Linked DNA regions of Mus musculus: all the other regions are linked to region 3. The links are chromatin contacts, called in public Hi-C and capture Hi-C maps. All regions are on one chromosome and are shown on one strand. The core of a region is the stretch at or near the end of the contact, and the rest is flanking DNA. Distances in the headings are between cores, read along the strand shown.

Region 1 (2,877 bases), core at 99-2,598, 230 kb before region 3:
CAGCACTACCCAGACTCAGTACAGTATGGCTATACATACTTATGTGCATCTGTGCATGTGATATGTGTGTATATATATATATATATATATATATATATATATATATATATATGTGTGTGTGTGTGTGTGTGTGTGTGTGTGTATAGACATATATACATAACCATATATATAACACATACAGATGCATAGATATAGATACAGATAGTTACACACACACACATATATATATACACATATATGTGTGTGTATAACAGCAAAACAGATATATGTAAAAATAATAATTAGAGGGGAAAGGCCATCAATTTAAGAGTGGGTGAGGGGGAGGCATGAAAGGAGTGGTGGAAAGAAAGGAGAGGGGCAAAGTATTGTAATTATATTTTAATTAAAATAAACATGAATGATTATGGGGAAAAGAAAAAGCTTTTGGAAAACTGGAGATAGGACATAGAGCGCTTGCTGACCATGTGTAAAACCCTGGGTTTGATCCCCAGCAGTGGGGTGAGGGAGGATTTTCAGCCCATACACCATACCCCTTGTCATTTACGTCTGCAGGATCTTTGTATAGGGCAGGCAAAGTGTGTTCCCCAAATTTACCATATGATTTGCTCTGGCCAATGGAATGCAAGAAGATGCTTGCTTGTGCCTCTGGTTTAAAGTGTCCCATTAGAGCAAGTCCCAGTCAGCCATTCACCCCAGAATGAGATAGATGAAGGCAACTTGAACATATTCATTGAGCAAGATGAAATCTCACTGCCTATATTCACATCCTCCCTGGAGGTAGGGAGGGGGGGGGGGGGAGAGAGAAAGAAAGATTCAGAAGGGAGAAAGAAAGAGACAGACAGACAGAGAAGAGACAGATGGGAGACAGAGAAAAATGAGAGACAGAGAGAGGGAGATAGACAGACAGACAGAGACAGAGATGGAGAGAGGGAGACAAAAAGAGACAGAGAGGGGGAGACACACACACGCACACACACAGAGAGAGAGAGAGAGAGAGACTATTTGCAGCCACAAGCAACTGAGAGTCAATGCCATTTGCCACCTAGAATTAGAATACTGAAAAAATTGACTAATAGCATTTCAAAGTGCATCATAATGGTTGCCCTCCTAGCTGGAACTGAAAATAGAAGAAACTTCTACCTTCCACTAAGCCAACCTCAGAGGGCATTTTGTGGCCCTTAAATTTTTTTCCTTGAAGGTAAGTACTCTTAAAAACCCCAAAGTGGGTCTTATTTCCTAAAGGAAGTATCATTTAAAATGCTGTTTTTAGGAAGACAAAGTGGCCACGCCCTGAAAATGCACAGGAGAAGAAGTGAGTCCTGTCTGAGCTGCACCACCTCCTCCTGGGTGAGCCACCGCAGTCTGGTAACCGGAATTTTCCAGTAGTAGCCTGGGCATGAGGAAGGGCAGTGTTCTGATCTTAGCGCTAGATTTTCCATTCTTTAGTACCAGAATAGAAAGAGGGTAGAAGTATTCTATTGATGAGTGGAAATGAGAACTTAAAAAGATATTTTTAAAACACTCCATGCAAATAAATAGAATAGTCTTTAAATCCATGGGAAGGAAAAAGAAAAAGCCGTAAGCCCCAGATCAAACCTAGTCGAAATGGTAAACTTTGGTAGGCCAGGGAGGCCATTCTGCAGACCAGCATATGGACACCTTGCTTTGATTAATAATAATGATGATAATAATAATAAACAACTAAGTGCTGAAGAGCACCGTTTTTTGGTTATATGAATAAGCCCTATGAAATCATAGTGAGCAGGACGCTTGTTGAGAGTTAACTGTGTCTAACTCGATTGCTCGAGTGCTATCCAGCCTTCAGCTTGCTCTCGGCAGCGTTAGCCTTGTCCACTGGTCTGAGAGCTGCTTCTGTAAGCAAGCGAGCGAGCAGAGCCAAGCTTCGCTCTCCCGTTGTGTCCAACAGTCTGTGGGCAGGAGCGGAGCCAGAGAAATGATTGCCCTCTTCAAGGCAAACTCCCGGGGAGGGGAATTCCTTTTGAGTTCTTTTTTTAAATTTCTTTTTCTTTTTCTTTTTTTTAACTCCTCTTTAAGAAAGATGATCTGTCTCAGTACCGTGTCTGGTGTTTTCCTGATCACTCTCCACAGCCGGCCTCTGCAGGCCGGCAATCTACTACAGCAATCTGCTTTGTTCCGCCCGGGAGTCCTGTCGTCTCTCAAGGCAGGGAGAATCACCAATGGCATCTCACTTCAACAAATTAGCCACAGTGTTTACACTGCAGGTCCTGGGGCTGGGCTCTCTGGTGTTTCCAGAAATTCCCAGGATTCTAATGTTTTTCCAAGTGGGAGGGTTTTGATGCTATGCATTTGATTTCTCTGGCTTAGCAAACATGAATCCTTATGATCCTGCTGAGTGCTTAAACCCGGAGTCACAGAAACACACACCACACTACACACCATACACACACCACACACACACACATACATACAAACATACCACAACACATCAAACCATACACACACACACACCATACCACACACACACATACACTCACACCACAGTACACCACATACACACTCCCACACACAGAAAAAGAAAGAGACACACAGAGAGAGGATCATAAAGAAAGCGTGGTACAGGGAAGAACGTTTCTAAAAGTTAGGGTGAGATTGGGTCCTAACCCTGCTTCAGGTAGGCTGGCTCTCACTTCCAGCTTGAAGTCTGCGGCGACGCGCAGGCTGGATGTCCCTCGCTCTTCCCTCGGCTTTAACATTCTCTACCTTTGGACCTCTAACTGGTAGCCAAATAGAAATGAATCTTCTTAAGGCAAGGCAGTAGGAAGTACTAGCACCCCAACAGAAGAATCTCATGAAACTCACGTTTCCTCAAGGATCCACCAACCCCCTGCCTCAGAT
Region 2 (2,792 bases), core at 200-2,699, 240 kb before region 3:
CCAGTTTCTGGGGCTCCAACACTTATACAGACACATGTGAAAACAAAACACCAATGCATATTAAATAAAAATAAATTATTTTTTTTAAAAAATCCATTTTATAGACTCAGAGACCAGAAGGGAGCTTGCCAGGGTCTCAAATGGACTACGGGAGGCCAGTCAAAGGATGCTAGCTCTCTGACAGAAATCTGATAGATACCATAGTGACCGTGTTCAGTGACAATACTGTATAATTGAGGACTGCTTTAAAAAGAAAGATTTGGACTATTCTTACCATAAAAATAAAGTATGTGAGATAATATATATGACAATTTGCTACATTTAGGCATACCACAATGTTACAGTCAACACATCAGGTTGTGTACCATAACGATTTTGTAATGAGAAACTTTGTCAAACATATAATTTTAAAAGGTGCTTTAAAAAATTTTTCATTTTTGTGTGTATGGGTGTCTTGCCTGCACATAGGTCTGTGCATGGCATGTGTGTCTGGTGTCAGAAGAAGTCAGAATGAGGTATGAATACCCTGAGACTCGAATTAGAGACGATTGTGAGCCACCATGTGGGTGCTGGAATCGAACTCAGGTCCTTTGGAAAAGTAGCCACTTTCTTAACAACTGAGCCATTGGCCCCAGGAAAGATTCTTATGTTACGTGGGCTTGAACTGGAGGCCAGAGATTCTGCATTCTATCTCCTACTACTTACCTAGCCCAACAGGCAATGCTTGTGTTCCCCTCCTCCTGGTATCTCTGATATTAAGTAAATAGGACCTCTGCTCTCTTATCCTGAGAGATCATCGCAGTTTTCTCCTACCTGGTCCCTCCACCACCAATCTTACCCTCTCCTGTCTACTGTCTGCATTAAAGACACAGTTATGTGAGGTCCTTGATCAAACCCCTTCAGTGGACCCCCCCTCCCCCATTGCCTGGAGGGCTCAGTCAGAACTTTAAGACAGTAATTCACGATCCTTCTGATTGACTTTGGAATACATGTCAGGGGCTGATATTCCCAGTCATCTTCCAGATGTTCTCCTCTCTCCTTTCTACACTAAACATCATCATGAAGTTTGAAGTGGACATGATGGCAGCCATATCAGCATCTTTTAAAAGTCCTCAACAGTAGAGCCGCCCACGTGGCTAGCCCTCGTCAATGAGTGATAAACACAAGTGTCTTATGGCTGGCTTGTGCCTCTGTTTTTTTCTTGCCGCTGCTCAGGCATGGATGGGGTGAGGGGATGGAAATCTGCTGGAGCAGGAGGAGATCTGGGGTGAGAGCCATGGTGTGGTGAGAATGACTCTGAGAGTTTGAGCTTCATGTCCCCAACCTGCCCCAAGAACCAAGATCATGTGCATCTCTGACAAAGATCTTCACAAAGGCATGACTCTGACTCACTCTTCTTCCTGCTCTGGGCTACACCCATGTGGAACTGTGGCTGATGGCTCTGGCTGGGTAATAGGATTTCATGAGTCTGTATTTACTTCCTGCCGTCCCGCTGTTGCTTTGACTTTCACGTGAACTCTGTTGATTCAAAGCCCTCTTGGCATCTTAAGATTACTTAAGATTACTCAGAGGTAGGCAGTGCTCTCTATTTTACCGTTATTGTATCCATGTGTCACCTGTGTCCAGCAATGCATTCATAATAACTACTGCTAGATAGTTCAGCATATTTGAGCCTAAATATCTTACAAACTCTTGTCTCCAGCTAACCTCTTTGCCCACTGACTGCCCACAATTTCTTTACTATTTTTTAAAACATCGTAGACAATAAACTCCATCAGATCACGACTAGCTTTGTTTTGTCTTTGTATTTCCTGTGCCTGGTACGAAATCGGGCCCTTCGGAATATCAGCTACGTGAATGAACAAAAAATTAGAGTCGCTGGGTTCTCATTTTCTCTTCTGTAATACATTAGTGATAACAATCTCTATCCTATAAATGTTCTTTTTGTTTTGTTTGGTTTGGTTTTTGTTTTTTTGAGACAGGGTTTCTCTGTATAGCCCTGGCTGTCCTGAACTCACTCTGTAGACCAGGCTGGCCTCGAACTCAGAAATCTGCCTGCCTCTGCCTCCTGAGTGCTGGGATTAAAGGCGTGCGTCACCACGCCCGGCTCATCAATTTAGTTTCTATTGCTAGATAGTTCCGTATCTTGTTTCCAGGTAACCTCTTCTTCACCCACTGACTGGGTCAACTCCGTATAAATGAGTTGTACTTAAGGTAAAATACAAACAGTGACTATCAAGACAAATGTCTTTGTTGAAACCATCTGTAGGGACCTAGAACATAAGGCATGCTCTCTTCTCTTGCTCGCTGCTTGAGGACAACACGAAGTACTCTGAGTTGAATCTTGGTAGAGGTAATGGTGGCCTCAGGACATCTGGGAAAAATAGACTCCATAGAATAAAGATATACTCAGAGAATCTCTTGAGACCCTTCCCTTGGAGGATTCTCTTGGGATTCTGTTTTCCTCTTCGAACTGTTCCAAGCCCTGTGCCACCATCAGGTCATCTGCAGAGCCGGGTGTAATTCCAGTTCTGTGGGTTTGCTGCTGTCTTAAGACTTCCCAGCACCAGGGTCTCATGTCCTGGAGTCTACAAGACATCTTTTATAGCCATCCGTTTGTTCCCACCCCAACCATGAGATCCAGTGTTGGTTTTGCCTATATTTTCCAGCCCAAGAGTGGTAGTAATGAAGGGGGGTAGTAGGTTTAATGTCACCTCTTATATTATGAATCGGTGACATCAGCTTTTAAAACCAAAAGTATTTGTAAGATCTCCTTTTAAAGCTATAGCAGC
Region 3 (2,858 bases), core at 70-2,569:
TTCGGATGGACAGCTGACTCTCCCTGCCACTGTGAATTCCTGCACTCGCTGAGGAGGCTGGCTTTATCCCCAGTACATATGTGAGTGCAATCGAGGCTCGAAGATCCAAGGACACAGAGCAAACGTGGTGTGGGAAACGCTCATTTAACAGCAGAGCCAAAATGTGTCCTTACGTAGAGACTTGCCCTTTAAGACAAGGGAAAAAAAAAAAAAACAAAAAAACAAAAGATGAAGGACGACTATGAGACTTTGCTCCACAATCCGTTAACTTTGAAGAAGGCATAGGGAAGGTGCCCTTTCGTTTAATTCTATGATTTTTAACCTCTAAATAAAATTCTGGGAGTAGAACTCATGACCCAACATTGAAAGGGGTAGAAAATATTTTACTGAAGTCTTGAGAAATGAATCACGTAGAAGAATCCCCAACCTATACGATATTAAGACAAAAGTCCAGCTTGTGGGGTTTTCATAAGCATGCCACACAGGGCTGTGATTGGTGCGTAAACATCTCACGCAGGGCCATGATTGGTGCGTAAAGATCTCACGCAGGGCCGTGATTGGTGTGGACTAAGTTCAAATGAGATTGAAGAATACTGGGTGATTATCAATCTCTCGTGTTTTATTTAAAAACGCCGTGTTAAGTAACTTCAACTGCCTAATGTCCAAAGATGGAATGAAACTAATGTCTTGATCATTTCCTCGCCGCCACCCCCTCCATTCCCTACCCTGAAATAAAAGTCTTTTCCTGGACTCTCCTGACCCCCTTGAAGAGCAAACATGTGATAAACAGTAATCTATTTGACCAAGTCGCTCTGGAGTATATCTGACCGAAATCTGCTTGTATTAACATGCCTGAACTCTGACTTTCCCAAACTAAACTCACTACAGAAGCAAAACATTTTTGTGTTACTAACTGGAGGGGTTGGGGTGGGGGTGGGGGCTAAGAATCACAATGCGCAGCCTGAGAACCGTTAGACATAAATAAAGATGTCATTTTCACGAGTGACTGCGGAGCAGGCAAAGACTGCATGCCTTTGTAGCAGACTACTGGCTAATAAAAGATCAAAGGTCTATACCTCACAACGCCGTAAATAAAAATGTAAGTTTTTTTTTCCCCCTCCATGAGACCCTTCCCCATGAGGGATAAAGTATGTGCGGTAAATGTAATTACTTAGCAAAGCTGCGGCCTCTCAGTGCTCCCGCAGCTGACCATAAAATGCCTTCCTATTCCGTTTCATCAACCGCTGTACCAGGCGGCCTGGGCGCCTACGGATCACTGTGGCCATCTGGCTTGTGTCAAAGCCAGCACACAGGAAGCAAGGCAGTGACGTCACTCCGCAGGTCAGGCAAAGAACAAAGATGCCGGCTACAATTAAAAGCCTAGGACTGCAAATACCAGGGGCTCAAAGTGGCTGTGATTTAATAGTCCTTACTCGATCTTTTTTTTTTTTTTTCCCCTACCCAAATAGCCAGAGCGCCATCTAGTGGCAAATTGGTCTTGCCCAGTTTGGGGGCGTTTAAACTGCTTTGTTTCCTTTTTGGTGCTTAAAGTCGACCCTGGAAGTGCTATACTAACACCAAGCAGTGCAGCAATGGATAGAGTTACTGACACAGACACCTTGGCTTTTCGGATGTGGAAGAACGAAGGAACACAACCTGTCATGGTGTGAGCCACTCACAAATCTCCCGTGTTATAGGCTGGGCACTGATACAGCCTTAATTACGTGAATGCTCACAAGTATGTTAGAGAAGGTGGGCAAGTTTACAGAATGCTTGTGAAGTGCCCAGCACCCTGGGAATATGTGTCTGAGCCATGGACTGAAAGGCAGTTCTGCCCACCTGTGTCTGCATGCCCTGCTTAGCTCCGTCCAACAGAAGCACCCACGAGATGCGCCTTTAATGTGTCCGGTCCGGGAACAGGAGCATGGTAAACAATATTTTGGGACTGAGGTTTTGAGGGAAGAGAGGGAGGAGTGTGTATTTTTACACTTGCAATAGAAAACGGACCCTGACGACAGATGTAAAATACACAACCCATTCCCAGAAAGATGCCTGTCACCGTGGATGTGTGCTAGCTTTGTTGCCGGACTGCCTGGCTGGAACTCTGTCTGTCTCTGTAACTGCTTGTATGACCTTGGACAAGTTACTTACCTTTGCTTCTCCGACTCTAAAATAGCAGTTCAAAAGAGCAATTAGCTAAAGGGACCTCTCCTAGTATGTGGTATATGTTTTTTTAAAAAAAAGTTAGCTGTCAGATATTTGCTTAGTATTACATGAGCCGGAAAACATTTACGAAAACTAAATCTCCCATCAGTACATTCTGATCCTGGTTTCACCTCTGCTCAACTCTTCCCAGGTCCTCCCAGACCCCTCCTCCCCATCCATCTAACTCCATGCCTTCTTCCTGTGTTTCTCACCACATCCTATCCTGTCCCATGGCCCTGCTGGATGCACTGCTCACGGTTTCCCCAGAACAAGCCTCCGTTGCGAGTCCATGCTCTCTGATACTGTTTCCCACCATCTGCTGGTCACAGCATAGCTTTCCCAGCGCTGACCCTACAGAACGCCTGACGAGCCCCCGGCTCTCCTATGGCAGTTTTCAGGATACTGGTGTGGTTTGCACTCTTGCCTCTTCTAAATTAACGCTGCAGGGCAGGGAGGGGACCTTTTTGTATCTCACTACCCAGCACATGACAACCAAGCACTCAGTCACTTCCTGAGTAGAAGACTCAATGTAAATGATTAACCTATAAAACTGGTTGTTCTGGGCATCTCATTTCCAGTGTTGTCTCCCCCAGCTGCTTTGCTAATGGTGCTAAAAGGAATTGAAATCTGTGACAGTGTATGATTGCCAGCCA

What was found. A called contact is a pair of places that touch in the nucleus more often than the background predicts. Capture Hi-C pulls out chosen DNA fragments and counts their contacts.
Region 1: a contact with region 3 is called in a capture Hi-C map of embryonic tail, with 3 times the contacts expected there. The contact joins two enhancer-like sites. A contact is called at or near these places in 2 of 15 datasets of contacts at CTCF or cohesin (the NIH/3T3 cell line and stem cell-derived epiblast-like cells), 3 of 484 Hi-C or Micro-C datasets (the G1E-ER4 cell line, nephron progenitors and palatal mesenchyme), 5 of 115 datasets of contacts at active chromatin or transcription factors (the NIH/3T3 cell line, a colorectal cancer cell line, embryonic stem cells and 2 more) and 3 of 9 other capture datasets (embryonic stem cells, embryonic tail and embryonic trunk).
Region 2: a Hi-C map of the HPC-7 cell line shows a contact between it and region 3, with 3 times the contacts expected there. The contact joins two enhancer-like sites. A contact is called at or near these places in 1 of 15 datasets of contacts at CTCF or cohesin (the NIH/3T3 cell line), 6 of 484 Hi-C or Micro-C datasets (CD4 T cells, the HPC-7 cell line, embryonic fibroblasts and 2 more) and 7 of 115 datasets of contacts at active chromatin or transcription factors (the NIH/3T3 cell line, a colorectal cancer cell line, embryonic fibroblasts and 4 more).

The regions. Positions count from the first base shown.
Region 1 is chr10:120,645,048-120,647,924 of GRCm38.p6, forward strand. No RefSeq gene overlaps it. Among named protein-coding and RNA genes, the nearest start is that of 4930471E19Rik, 10 kb to the left of the region's middle. RefSeq lists an enhancer at 996-2,877. Within about 2 kb of position 1,349, at least 86 of the 459 cell types and tissues checked have an H3K27ac peak or open chromatin away from gene starts, as enhancers often do. A contact at or near this core is called in embryonic tail and nephron progenitors, where this site is marked.
Region 2 is chr10:120,626,867-120,629,658 of GRCm38.p6, forward strand. No RefSeq gene overlaps it. Among named protein-coding and RNA genes, the nearest start is that of 4930471E19Rik, 7.8 kb to the right of the region's middle. Within about 2 kb of position 1,450, at least 70 of the 459 cell types and tissues checked have an H3K27ac peak or open chromatin away from gene starts, as enhancers often do.
Region 3 is chr10:120,871,287-120,874,144 of GRCm38.p6, forward strand. The region is part of intron 1 of Msrb3 (methionine sulfoxide reductase B3); the gene reads right to left. Among named protein-coding and RNA genes, the nearest start is that of Gm15910, 15 kb to the left of the region's middle. Within about 2 kb of position 1,320, at least 93 of the 459 cell types and tissues checked have an H3K27ac peak or open chromatin away from gene starts, as enhancers often do. A contact at or near this core is called in embryonic tail and nephron progenitors, where this site is marked.